Linked DNA regions of Rattus norvegicus: region 2 is linked to region 1. The links are chromatin contacts, called in public Hi-C maps. All regions are on one chromosome and are shown on one strand. Each heading gives the region's core, a stretch centred on a gene start, on an enhancer-like site or on the middle of the called end of the contact. The rest is flanking DNA. Distances are from core to core; before and after follow the strand shown.

Region 1 (5,726 bases), core at 1,496-3,995:
TTGACTCCCGCATGCTGGTTGTTTCTGCAGAATAAATGCTCTTTGTCTTTGCCTACTATCAAGTCTGGGGTTTTCCTTCAGCGACTTTCAGACCCATACAGAGTGTTTATTGTGTCACTGTATATCGGAATCATGGAGCTTCCTTTTTGGTTTTGCAGGGGCTCACAGCTAAGGGGCTGCCGATGAGTTTCAGGAGAGACTTTGAACTTAATTAATAGATTTATTTTTATGTGTATGGCTGTTTTGTCCATGCTTATGTCTGTATCTATGTACCCAGTGTCTCTGGAGGGCATCAGGTTCCGTGGAACTGGAGTTACAGATAGTTGTGCATTCTAGGAATCTAGGGCTCTAGGAATCAAAGCCAGGTTCCCTGGATCTCTCTATACACAAAATGAGGAAATGCAGATTACATTTACCTACTTACTTTGTGCACAGCATAGGTACAGATCAGAGGACAGCTTGTGGGAGTTGGTTCTTTCCTCTCACCATATGCATATTGTAAATGCAATTGTTATTTTCCAGATGTAATGGTCATCTCTGATATTTATTGTTGAATAAACTTACCCTTTCTGCCTCTTTCTGAATTCCGGCTGGCTGGTTCAACTCAGCTGCTCTGGCCCAAACGCTTCTCCAAACAATGATTCTTTCAGCTTCTGGCTGAATTGCTCTGGTTGACCTTAAATCTAGAAATCTGTTCTAATTTGCTTTCTTTTCATTCTCTGGCTCATCCTGTCTTCACCTGCAACCTGTCTCTACAAAACTATCTCTAAAAAATCTGCCTCTGAACTCCACTGCATAGCCTCTCAACTCGCTGACTCGACTGATTGCCTAGAACTCAGGAGATGGCCTGTCTGCCTCTATCTCCCGAGGGCTGGGATCAAAGGCATGCGCCACCACGTCTGGTCCTAAGATTCTCTTTACCTGAAACTTGCTCCACTCCAGGCTGGCCTTGAACTCAAGAGATCTGCTTGCCTCTGTCCCCTGGGATTAAAGGCATGTACTAAGGTCATATCTGTGTTCCAGCCAGAATAGCCATGTTGCTGGATTAAAATTCCTCTACAGATATGACTTGAATTCCAGTATCAGATTGGGCAGTAAGCATCAGTATCTGCTGAGCCACCGCACCAGCCCTCTGCATGGTTTGTTTTTTTTTCTTCCCCGCCCCTGCATGTTTTTTGTTTGTTTGTTTGTTTTTTTAGTTAACACCACTAACTTAGAGCTGGAGTGATGGCTTGGTAGTTAAGAACAACTGCTAGTTTTACAGAGGACTGGGCTTCAGTTCCTTGGGACCACACCTGACAGTTCACAACTGCTCTGAAACTCTAGCTCCAGAGGATCTGACGGTTTCTTTTGGCTTCCTCGGGCACCGGGTACATATGTGGTGCACAGACATGCATGTGGGCACTCGTGCATATAGAGAAAGTAAAAATAAATAGATCTTAAGAAAAAAGCAAAAGAATCCTCTCTCCTTACCCGGGCATCAAGAGAGTGGCTCCTTAGCAACCTCTTGAGATGTAACCTGAGAGTAACCGAAATGGCCTACTTGGCTGATGCTAAGACAACTAATTGGTTACTCTCCCCTAGGAGCCTGTACCTACGCTACGGTGCCATCTTATTTTCCACCCACTCTCCTGTTGAGAAGCTCATATCTATACTTGGATGTGTCTTTCTTCTGAGATCCTTTTATAAACCTTGTGCTTAAATCTATAGTAAAATATCTTTCAATAAACTTACCATATCTGCTTCATAAACTGGCTATAGCTGTGGAATTCCTTAGACCCCAAGCCAAGTCCCCATTTTGACCTACATCAAGAGCCCTAAAAGTCTAGGGGAACTCCTTGGGCTGCTGACAATGGTGGTGTGTCTCCTTGCTACTGACAAGGACCTGGTTACCACCGATCTTTCCAACAAGAGGTAGGCAGAGATGGGTTAGAGATAAAAGGACCTTTGGGTAAGGGCAGAGAATAGCTTGTAGAAGCCCATTGGGGGGGGGCATCGCAGTAATCCCAGCATTTGGGAGATAGAGGCAGGATAAGGACATCAAGTCCAGCGTGGTGCTGGTGGGTGTGTGTCTGGAGGAGGTCCACAGTCCTAGAGTGTTTGGCTTGCAGTACTGGCTTTGAACTTGTGGCTCTCTGGAGTGTCTAAAGGCACTGTGGCTGTTGTTAAGTGTCTGTGTGCATAGGCAGTTGCACCAGTAACTAGTGGGCAGAGGCCGGAGCGGCAGCTGATGTCACTACAACACACGAAACCAACCAACCAACCAGCCAACCAACCAACCAAAGCCAAAACTATCACAAGTGAGAATGCAGGTGCAGGCCTGCAATCCCAGCTTTGGAGAGGTGAAGGCATGGGGATTATGAATTCAAAGCCAGCCCGAGCTGCATACTGTGCTCCCTACATGAGACTATTGCCTCAAAAAAAATTTTTTTTAAATAACAAAAATAATCTATCCCAAAGTCTCAGCACAGGCTGAGAAAGCAAGCAGATGCCAGCAGGCGGGGGAAGAAAAGCAGGCTTGAAGGGGCAGCTCAGACACGCCCCTCCCCAAGACCCAGGCCACGCAGGAAGGTTATGTGCCTCAGTTTCCCGCGTCTGAAGAATTCCTTTTCAGCACGAGGGAACGGAGTATGAGCACATACCATACACCTGAGGCTTGGACCCCCCAGGACTCTGCAGCTGGCGCACCCCAGCAGTGGGTGGGGCCGGGCGCGTTGCGTCATGACGCACGACGGTGGCGGCGGGGTTTGTGTGCGCGAGAGGCCGCCGATAAAGGTTGAGTGCCTCGCGCCGGGGGCCGTGGGGAGGGAGCGCGCCCCCGCCCCCTCCCGGGCCGCGGGTCCCCCAGCGCAGTGCCGGGCCCCGCTTCCCGTCAGCCCCCGCGGGAAGGCCCTGGGGTTCTCTTTGATCCCCCCTCCCCGACCGGGGCCACAGGTGAGAGACCGGAGGGCGCGGAGGGGGAAGGGCCGGAGGGCGGAGTCGTTTGGAAAACGGCGAGCGGGAAACCGGAAGGGGTACCTTAAAGGGAAGGTCGCTATTTTGCCTCCGATATTTATCTGTTAGGTAGGCTCCGCCCTCTTAAAGGGTAAGGGCAGTGTGTTTAGCTGCATTTTTGCAAAGCTTCCTTGCCGTTTTCTCCCTTCTCTTTCTCTTAAAAGGGGGATTATTTCCTTAAGAGCGGATGATAGCTTCCCAAACATTGAACGAAAAGTTTCATAATTCTTCTGGTCCCTAGAATATCTGAACAAAGATAGCCCCCCCCCCCCGGCCCCCAGATATAATCTCATGTAGCTCAGGATGCCCTCAGACTCAACTATATAGCTGAGAGTGACCTTGAGTATATGATCCACTTGCCTTCATCTACATGCTGGGATTACAGGCCTGCCTGTGCCACCACGCAGGTTTCATGGTGTCATGTGAATAGAACCCAGAGCTTCGTGCATGCCAGTCATTAACTCTTAATAACTGACTATATCCCAAACTCTAACAGCTTCCTCTCAAAACCCAGCCTTTTTTTTTTTTTTGGTTCTTTTTTTCGGAGCTGGGGACCGAACCCAGGGCCTTGCGCTTCCTAGGTAAGCGCTCTACCACTGAGCTAAATCCCCAGCCCCAAAACCCAGCCTTTTAAAGGGGATTCTCACTGCTAAGATGGGTCCCTGTTCCTTTGGGCCTCTTGTGTTAAAAGATGTGGCCTCGGGGTTGGGGATTTAGCTCAGTGGTAGAGCGCTTGCCTAGGAAGCGCAAGGCCCTGGGTTCGGTCCCCAGCTCCGAAAAAAAAGAACCCAAAAAAAAAAAAAAAAAAAAAAAAGATGTGGCCTCAGAAGCATAGGCAGTTTCTGAAGCTCATTTGTCATCCACATTTCAAAAGGAACACTAGCGCTTTAAAAGCAGAAGTCCTTTGTAACCTGTCAAGAGGGGATGGCTAGTCTATGTTCTCTCAGGCTGTATTTACTGAGCATGCACTCGGCTGATGTTTTGGTAGGTGCAGGGATGTAACAGTGAATGAGGCAGATGTTCCCTGTTCGGATGATGTGAACATTAACAATAAAACAAGCAGTGAGAGAGCTATATGTCCTGATGGGGCCATCTCTGGTACTGCCACTGCAGTACTGACTTACCGGATTTACTAGGGAAGGGTCAAACTGGCACTAGTTTGGTTACTAATGGCATCCATTCCGTTGAGGTCAGGAATCCTGCTAAACATACAGCAGTGTGTTAGACAGCCCCTCTGACAAAGAATGACCCATTTCCAAATCTCTGTGCTGATGAGGTTGAGAAATCCTGGCTAGGGTGGTGGTGATGCACGCCTTTGAGCCCGGCGCTCAGGAAGCAAAGGCAGATAGCTGAGTTCGAGGCCAGCCTGGTCTCTGTAGTGAGTTCTGGGACAGCCAGGGCTATGCAGAGAAACTGGGCCTCAAGACAAAGAGAAAGAAATCCTTGTACTTCGGTGAGGAGCCCCAGTGAGAAGGGAGCAAATCGAAGCACGGGGAGAGAGCAGGGAGTGCTGAAGGGATTTAAGTAGGCTGGTCTGAGGAAGTATTTCTGGGGTGAGTTCGTGGCTAACTTGGAGGTGACAGTGAATTGTGGATGGTAGAGGGAAGGGGCACTAGGCAGAAGCTCTGAAGTGGGGTTAGCTTTCTCTGCCCAGTTGAAAGGCCAGAGGCACGGAAAGCCAGCAAGATGGGAGAAGACTACCAGTTATGAACAGTCCGTAGGCTCCTGAGAGAGAGTTTGTCTTCTGTTCCCACATAGGTGTGGCTGTTATACTGGTTTGCCTCAAACTCATCCTCCTCCTTTCTTAGCCTCTTCTCTCACCACACCTGGTTTATGCAGTGCTGTAGTTCAAACCCAGGGCTCTGTGTGTTGGATAGGCACTCCACCAACAGAGCTACATGTCTTGCCCAACCTTTGTAATAGGAGACCGTAGAGGGGAAAAAGACATGGAGTTAGATTGTGGTTAAGTGTGAGGTATCTTGTCTACCAAGCCTGTGGAGCAAAGGAGAGGCTTGGGTAGAGCCACACTTGTGGAGTTTTTAATAGATTGTGGAATCCTAGGAGAGAGCGAGGGCTTCCAGAGAGGGGGCAGATAGAAAGACAGCAGTTCTTGACTGAGCTCTAATTCTCCACCTCCAGGTTTAGAAGGATCCAGCCCAAAGGCTAATGTGGTCACAGAAAAGAGTGTCAGCCATCTGCAGCTAGGAGATATGCTTAAAGGAAAGACTCAGCAGCAAGGAGCTGGGGTACGTGGGGACTACAGGTACCTGCACTGGTTCCAGAGGGAAGGGCAGGTTAAGCCTCCTGACCTATAAAAGACCGGAGAGAAGTGAAACAAGGGGTCTTGTTTCTTTGTTTGCTGCTGGGAGTGGGCCTGGAGAGAAGCAAACTGCTAGAGGATGCCATGGGAGGTCAGAGGCCATGGGAGGTCAGAGGCCATAGCAGAAGGCAGCTTGGGGCCGGGTCTTCGTGGTTTTTCAACTGCTACTCTTTTGGACCGGATCTTTGTAGGGATTCATTATATGCACTGTAGGGTGTTAAGAAGCACCGCTGTCCCTGCACTTGACAAGCAACAGCCAGTGTCTCCAGACATCACAAGGGGTCTCCTGAGTGGGAAGACAGTTGGCTCAGTTGGGAACCATTGGTGCCTGGATTGGAGCATGAAAACATTGTTCAGATCGCTTTTCTTTTTCCAGTCATCGGCATGGTCAGTGACAAGGTCACTGGGTAGG
Region 2 (5,721 bases), core at 1,124-3,623, 240 kb before region 1:
AGTGACACTAACAGGGACAGCCAAATGCCAGGGCTGATGGCTCTTTCCATCAACAAGTATCTAGGAAGCACAGAATCTCTCATTCTATAGTGCAATCAGGCTTCCAACTCACAGCCATCTTCCTGTCTCAGACTCCCAAGTGCTGGGGTTAACAAGCATGAGCCACCATGCCCAGATGGTTACAGTTTTAGTCATAACTTCTTTTCTAGGTACTAGGGAGTCAATCCTGAGACGGACTGGTTACAGAAAAGAAAAGTATTGTTCAGGGTGTGTGCGTGGTAAACACAGAGAAGCTAGAGGTAAAAAAAAAAAAAATACAACATGTAATGTGACATGATATGGCAGTATGACAAGCTCTGTATGGTAAGATGAAGACAACGGAGGATCATGAGCGTGGAGGTTGTGACAAATGTCCTGAGAACTACATGCAGTTTGAAAAGCATCCCTGGCCTGTACTTGCCACCACCACGTTAGGACAAGACCTGCTCTCTAGCCATGCCAACTATTGTCTGGAGAACTAAAACAAACAAACAAAAACCAGAAAGGGTAGAGAATGAGGAGAAATCAGCAAATGGCACGAGAACAAGACAAGGGAGCCCAGAGGAAGATCAGACACTATACTGTCCCCAAAAGGGAGCTTCAAGACTGAAATGGCTAGCATAGCACACACCTGTAAGCCCAGGATTTAGGAGGTGTGGGGGAAGGGCACAGGAAGGTGGGAAGGGTAAGGTCATTTAGGCTAGCCTGGTCTGTATGAGACACAATCTCTTTTTTTTTTTTTTTTTTTTTTTTTTTGGTTCTTTTTTTCGGAGCTGGGGACCGAACCCAGGGCCTTGCGCTTCCTAGGTAAGCGCTCTACCACTGAGCTAAATCCCCAGCGAGACACAATCTCAAAACAGGAAAGAAAAGGGGAAGAGGCTGTAAGGCTTTGAAATCACACTCCAGGATAAATATCTCATTGCTCTGTGCCCGTTTCCTTCTTGTGTCATAAAGATTTAATGATACAACTTGTATAAATGTTTCTATAACTTAACTGAGTTACTGTAATACTCTATGTATCATAAATGTCAGCTAAAAAGAAATTACATGTAAAATTCCTATCAACCTTCAAGACAATTCTGTCAGGTTTGATTATGGCTATTCCATAAATTAAAAAAAAAAAAAAATCAGAGACAGAGAAAGGATATGACTTGCCCAACCAAGGTCATGGTTGGCAACTGGCCATGCCCAACTATACAGTATACTGTGTACTGGTCAGTAAAAACTAGAACATCAAAACTGCCTGATAGGGGTTGGGGATTTAGCTCAGTGGTACAGCGCTTGCCTAGCAAGCGCAAGGCTCTAGGTTCAGTCCCCAGCTCCGGAAAAAAAAAACTGCCTGATGAAACACTATCATTGCTATTATTATCACCATCAATTAAAAAAATGATGAAAACTTTAGGATTGTAAACTTTAGGATTGGAAAGTATACCCAAGGTCATACTTGTGAGGACAAGGCTGAATCTAGTTCTACCTGGGTCCAGAAAACCCAGACTGATCCTGCCTCCCAGTAAAAGGCTGTGTTCAGACACTTCACAGCTGACCTTCAGCCTACCATGATGCCACATTTAGACTCTTGCTCACACCCAGGAAGACAACAGCTTCTAATTCACTTAACCACTCTTCCTAAGACACTAATATCCCCAGGACTCTCATCCAAGGTTCTTAGGTTCTCATACTTTACCTCCTCGCTCATGGGTTCTGGAGGAGGGTCTGGTTCCTCAGAGCCCGCAGTAATAGCCATCTGCAGCAGGCCTTGGAGGTTCCGTGGAAGGCGAGGGTTGCCTGAGCCCCCCGCCGAGGAGCCACTGCTCCCTGACGAGCAACCCTGGGAGGCCGGAGGCAGTGCGAGGGGGAGGCGACTGCCCCCTGAGCCTTTGTCTGCCATGGACTGTCTGTGAAGGAAGAATGTGTTGAAAAGAAATTGATGGTCACCGGTGAGGCAGCTCTGGCGTCGGGATGGGTCGATTCCTTAAGGTCTGCTGAAAAGGTGGAGTTTTGAAGGTGTTAGGAGTCTCCTCCTGATCCCAAAGCATTCTGGCTGCAACCACCTTAACCATAGCCCCCTTTCCTTCCTTCATACCAACAGGACCCTTCCCCAAATCCGACGTCCCTCCTTACTCCCTAGCAACAGGCCCCACCCACTCCCTGGCAACGAGCTCCCCCAAGCTCCCCAGCTTGCGTCCTTGTCTCTTAGCAACCCCACTGCCCCGCCTCCGTGGCAACAAGTCTTCCCTCAGTCTCCTTAGCAACAAGTCTCCTTCCTTGCCTTTGAAGAGGGGCGCCCCAGTGGGGCTGATCTCACCTTGCCCGGTCTAGAGCGGCCACCACGCCTAAAGACAGACTCGCCTGCACCTGACTCTGTTGGACGCCGCCATCTTTGCCGGAAATACGCAGATCTCACTCGGAAGTGCCTCACCCCAAGCTGTTTGCCCAGTTCTAAGCAGCACCCCTTGGCGGATGCGGCACTTAGCTCCGCCTCTGTCTACTAAGCCTTTCTCCTTGCCACGCCCCTACATTCGCGCTTTTGTTATAAGCCCCGCCCCCTAGCTCCTCTAAGTACCTTAGCGAATACGACACTCTCGTGGCGAGCTCCTCCCCTCCCAGACATAGGCCCCGCCTATACTCATATCCCCGCCTCTGTTCTAGGCGTTTCGGCCTGACCCAGTCAAGCCCCGCCTCTTAGTACCTGGAACTTCAGCTTGTCCTGTTCGGCCACGCCCCTGCGTAGGCCACGCCCCTTCTCTGCTTCTCAAGGGGTTTTGTTCCTCACTTAACCGATTTTAACTGCAGTTGCTCCTATAGAGTCTTGGCATATCGCCCCTAATATCCCACCTTTGTAACCTAAGACTCAGTCTCATCTTTTTTTAGGCCTCTGTTTCCCCACTTATTATCGGTTTCGATGTGGAATACTCTGAGTTGTGTATATATGTCTTCATGTGACTATGCATGGTGTGTGTGGAAAGTCACATCAGCTGTCTTCCACCTTTTATCTTCACCTCGTTTAAAAAATATTTTTAGAGTTTTCTTTTAAAGATTTATTGTTTTTAATTATGTAGTGGAGGAGGAGGCGGGTGCATGTAAATGCAGGTTCCCATGGGGCCAGAGACATAGGATCCCCTAAAGCTGGAGTTACAGGCAATTAAGAGACAACCAGTGTGGGTGCTAGGAACCAAGCTCAGGCCCTCTGCAAGAACAGTAAGTACTTTTAACTGCCAAGCCACCTATCTCTCCAGCCCCTCACATTATTATTGTTGTTGCTTTAATTTTTGTAAATTTATCCATTTACTTGTATATGAATGGTTTATGGTTGGTTGGTTAGTTTTTGGGTTTTTGTCCTGTTTTTGAGACAGTGTTTCACTGTGTAGTCTTGGCTGTCCTAGAACTGACTCTGTAGAACGGGCTGGCCTCAAATTCACAGAGATCCACTTTCCTCTGCCTCCTGAGTGCTGGAATTAAAGGCATGCACCACCACTGCCCAGTGTGAATGCATGTCTTGCCTGCACGTATGTATGTGCACCATACCCATGCCTGATGGATTGCCAGGAACTGGAGTTACAGATGATTGTGAGCCATCATACGGGTACTGGGAATTGAACCTGAGTCCTCAGCAAGAGCAATAAAGTAACAAGAGCTTTTAATGAACTATCTCTCATTGAACTATTTCTCCCCCCCCCCTCTCTCTCTCTCCCTCTCCATCCCACCCCACTCCACTTTTGTTTTTCATTTTGGAGTTGGTTTGGTATTTTGTTGTTTTGTTTTGATGAGGCTCTCAGTATGTAACCTTGGCTGGCCTGGAGCAGACATGACCAGGTGGTCCTACAACTCATAAATATTCACATGCCTTAGCATCCTGAATGTGGGGGTAAGAGTGTGCACACCCACCCTGCCTTATTTTATTCACTTTTATGTATGAGTATTTTACCTACATGTATGCGTATATATATATATTGAACTCTGGACCTCTGGAAGAGCAGCCAGTGCTCTTAACCGCTGAGGAATCTCATCTGCTCCAGACTTTTTATTTATGTATATATGTATATCTATGTACAGGTAAGTGCATGTGAATATAGGTGCTATAGGAGGCCAGAAGAGGGTTTTATATTCCCTGGAGCTGGAGTTACCTGTAACTGTGAGCTTCCTGACATGGGTGTGGCAACGGAACTTGGGTCCTCTGAAAGAATAGTACTCATCTTAACTGCTGAGCCATCTCTCCAGCCCTACGTTTTATACCAGCTGGCTATTGAGTCCCAGAGAATCTTCCTATTTCCACTTGTCAACAAGCATGTACCACACAAACACCCTGGGGGTGCTGGAGATCAAACTCAGATCCTTTATCAAGTGCAACAAATATTTTACTATCGAAGCTGTCTCCCTAACATCTCCCTAACCACATTCTCTAGGTTTTTAAAAGGATTTCTGTAGCCCAGGCTGGTCTTGAGCTTGCTAAATACCTGGGCTGATCTTGAACTCCTCCTCTTCTCAAGTACTATGATTACAGGTATATGCTATTATTAATAGGACCCCTATTACTCTGGAGTATCTCAGTAAAGAAGGAAAAGCTTTATGATCACATTCCTTACAGATTATTATAAATTATTATCTACATATGTATCTATGCATCATACTGTAACTTTCATAGTATGCAAGGGAGCTTGCATCTTGGCTACCCTCGTGGTGCATATGTTTAATATTATATATACATATAAATATGCTATATGTACACTTATATTATGTGGCATCATATATCATTATACATATATACATCGTACATAGACCCATACATGTATACATATACATTATTGTTCTAATCCTCAGAACCTATGAATATGTGACCTTATATACCCAAAGAAAATTAGAACATGAGATTCAGTTAGGGATTTTTTTTGGCTGGGGGGGCTGAGTTTAAAGAATATGCTCTGCTCTCAGTTAGATCTAGAACATCCTGGTGTATCTTGATTCCAGCCTGGTCAAATAGTGGGTTCCAGGACAGCCATGGCTACACAGAGAAATCCTATTTCAAAAAACTACCAAAACCAAAAGCCCAAGGTGGAAAGCTCCTGAGGAATGACACTAGAACCAACTAGAGGTTGATCTTTGTTCTCTACAAGCATTATGCACGCGTGTGAACACACATCTGCGCGCGCACACACACACACACACACACACACACACAAATAATAAATTATAGATGTGGGGAGAGTAACCAGAATACATTATATACATGTATGAAATTTTTTTTAAACTATATATTTTTTGTTTTTCGTGTAGTCATGGCTGTCCTGGAACTAGCTCTGTATACCAGGCTGGCCTTGAACTCATCAGAATCTACCTGCCTCTACCTCCCGAGTGCTGGGATTAAAGGCAGGTGCCACCACTGCCTGGCAAACATATATATTTTTAATACAGATGAAAACCGATAATTACAGAATACGAGACATAAAGCAAAGACATGGTGACTGTTACATATAAAGCCCAACACAGCTGCTTTCTGGCCTTCCTCTTTGCTTACTCATATCTATATACCCTGGCCTCTTCAGTGTTGCTAAGACATAACCCAGCAGACTCTTGCCTCAGGACCTTTACACTTGCGCTTTCTCTCCCTAACTACTCCTTGCCTTTTGTCTGCATGATTCATTTTACTTCCTAGCCATCTTACCTAATGCATACCTATTCCTAGAA

What was found. Hi-C and Micro-C count contacts between places; a contact is called where the count stands out from the background.
Region 2: a contact with region 1 is called in a Hi-C map of mammary epithelial cells, with 3 times the contacts expected there. The contact joins the promoter of Hspbp1 here to the promoter of Zfp628 in region 1. A contact is called at or near these places in 3 of 12 Hi-C or Micro-C datasets (kidney, liver and mammary epithelial cells) and 1 of 1 datasets of contacts at active chromatin or transcription factors (oligodendrocytes).

The regions. Positions count from the first base shown.
Region 1 is chr1:77,947,015-77,952,740 of GRCr8, reverse strand. It overlaps Zfp628 (zinc finger protein 628), which reads left to right and starts at 2,745. Exons shown (of 3, transcript NM_001401702.1): 1 at 2,745-2,934; 2 at 5,134-5,240.
Region 2 is chr1:78,191,070-78,196,790 of GRCr8, reverse strand. Hspbp1 (HSPA (Hsp70) binding protein 1) reads right to left here and starts at 2,373. Exons shown (of 8, transcript NM_139261.1): 1 at 2,345-2,373; 2 at 1,724-2,021. The coding sequence starts at 1,927. It overlaps LOC108349434 (a long non-coding RNA gene), which reads right to left. Exons shown (of 3, transcript XR_001835671.3): 3 at 4,715-5,721. It also overlaps a transcript of Brsk1 not described here.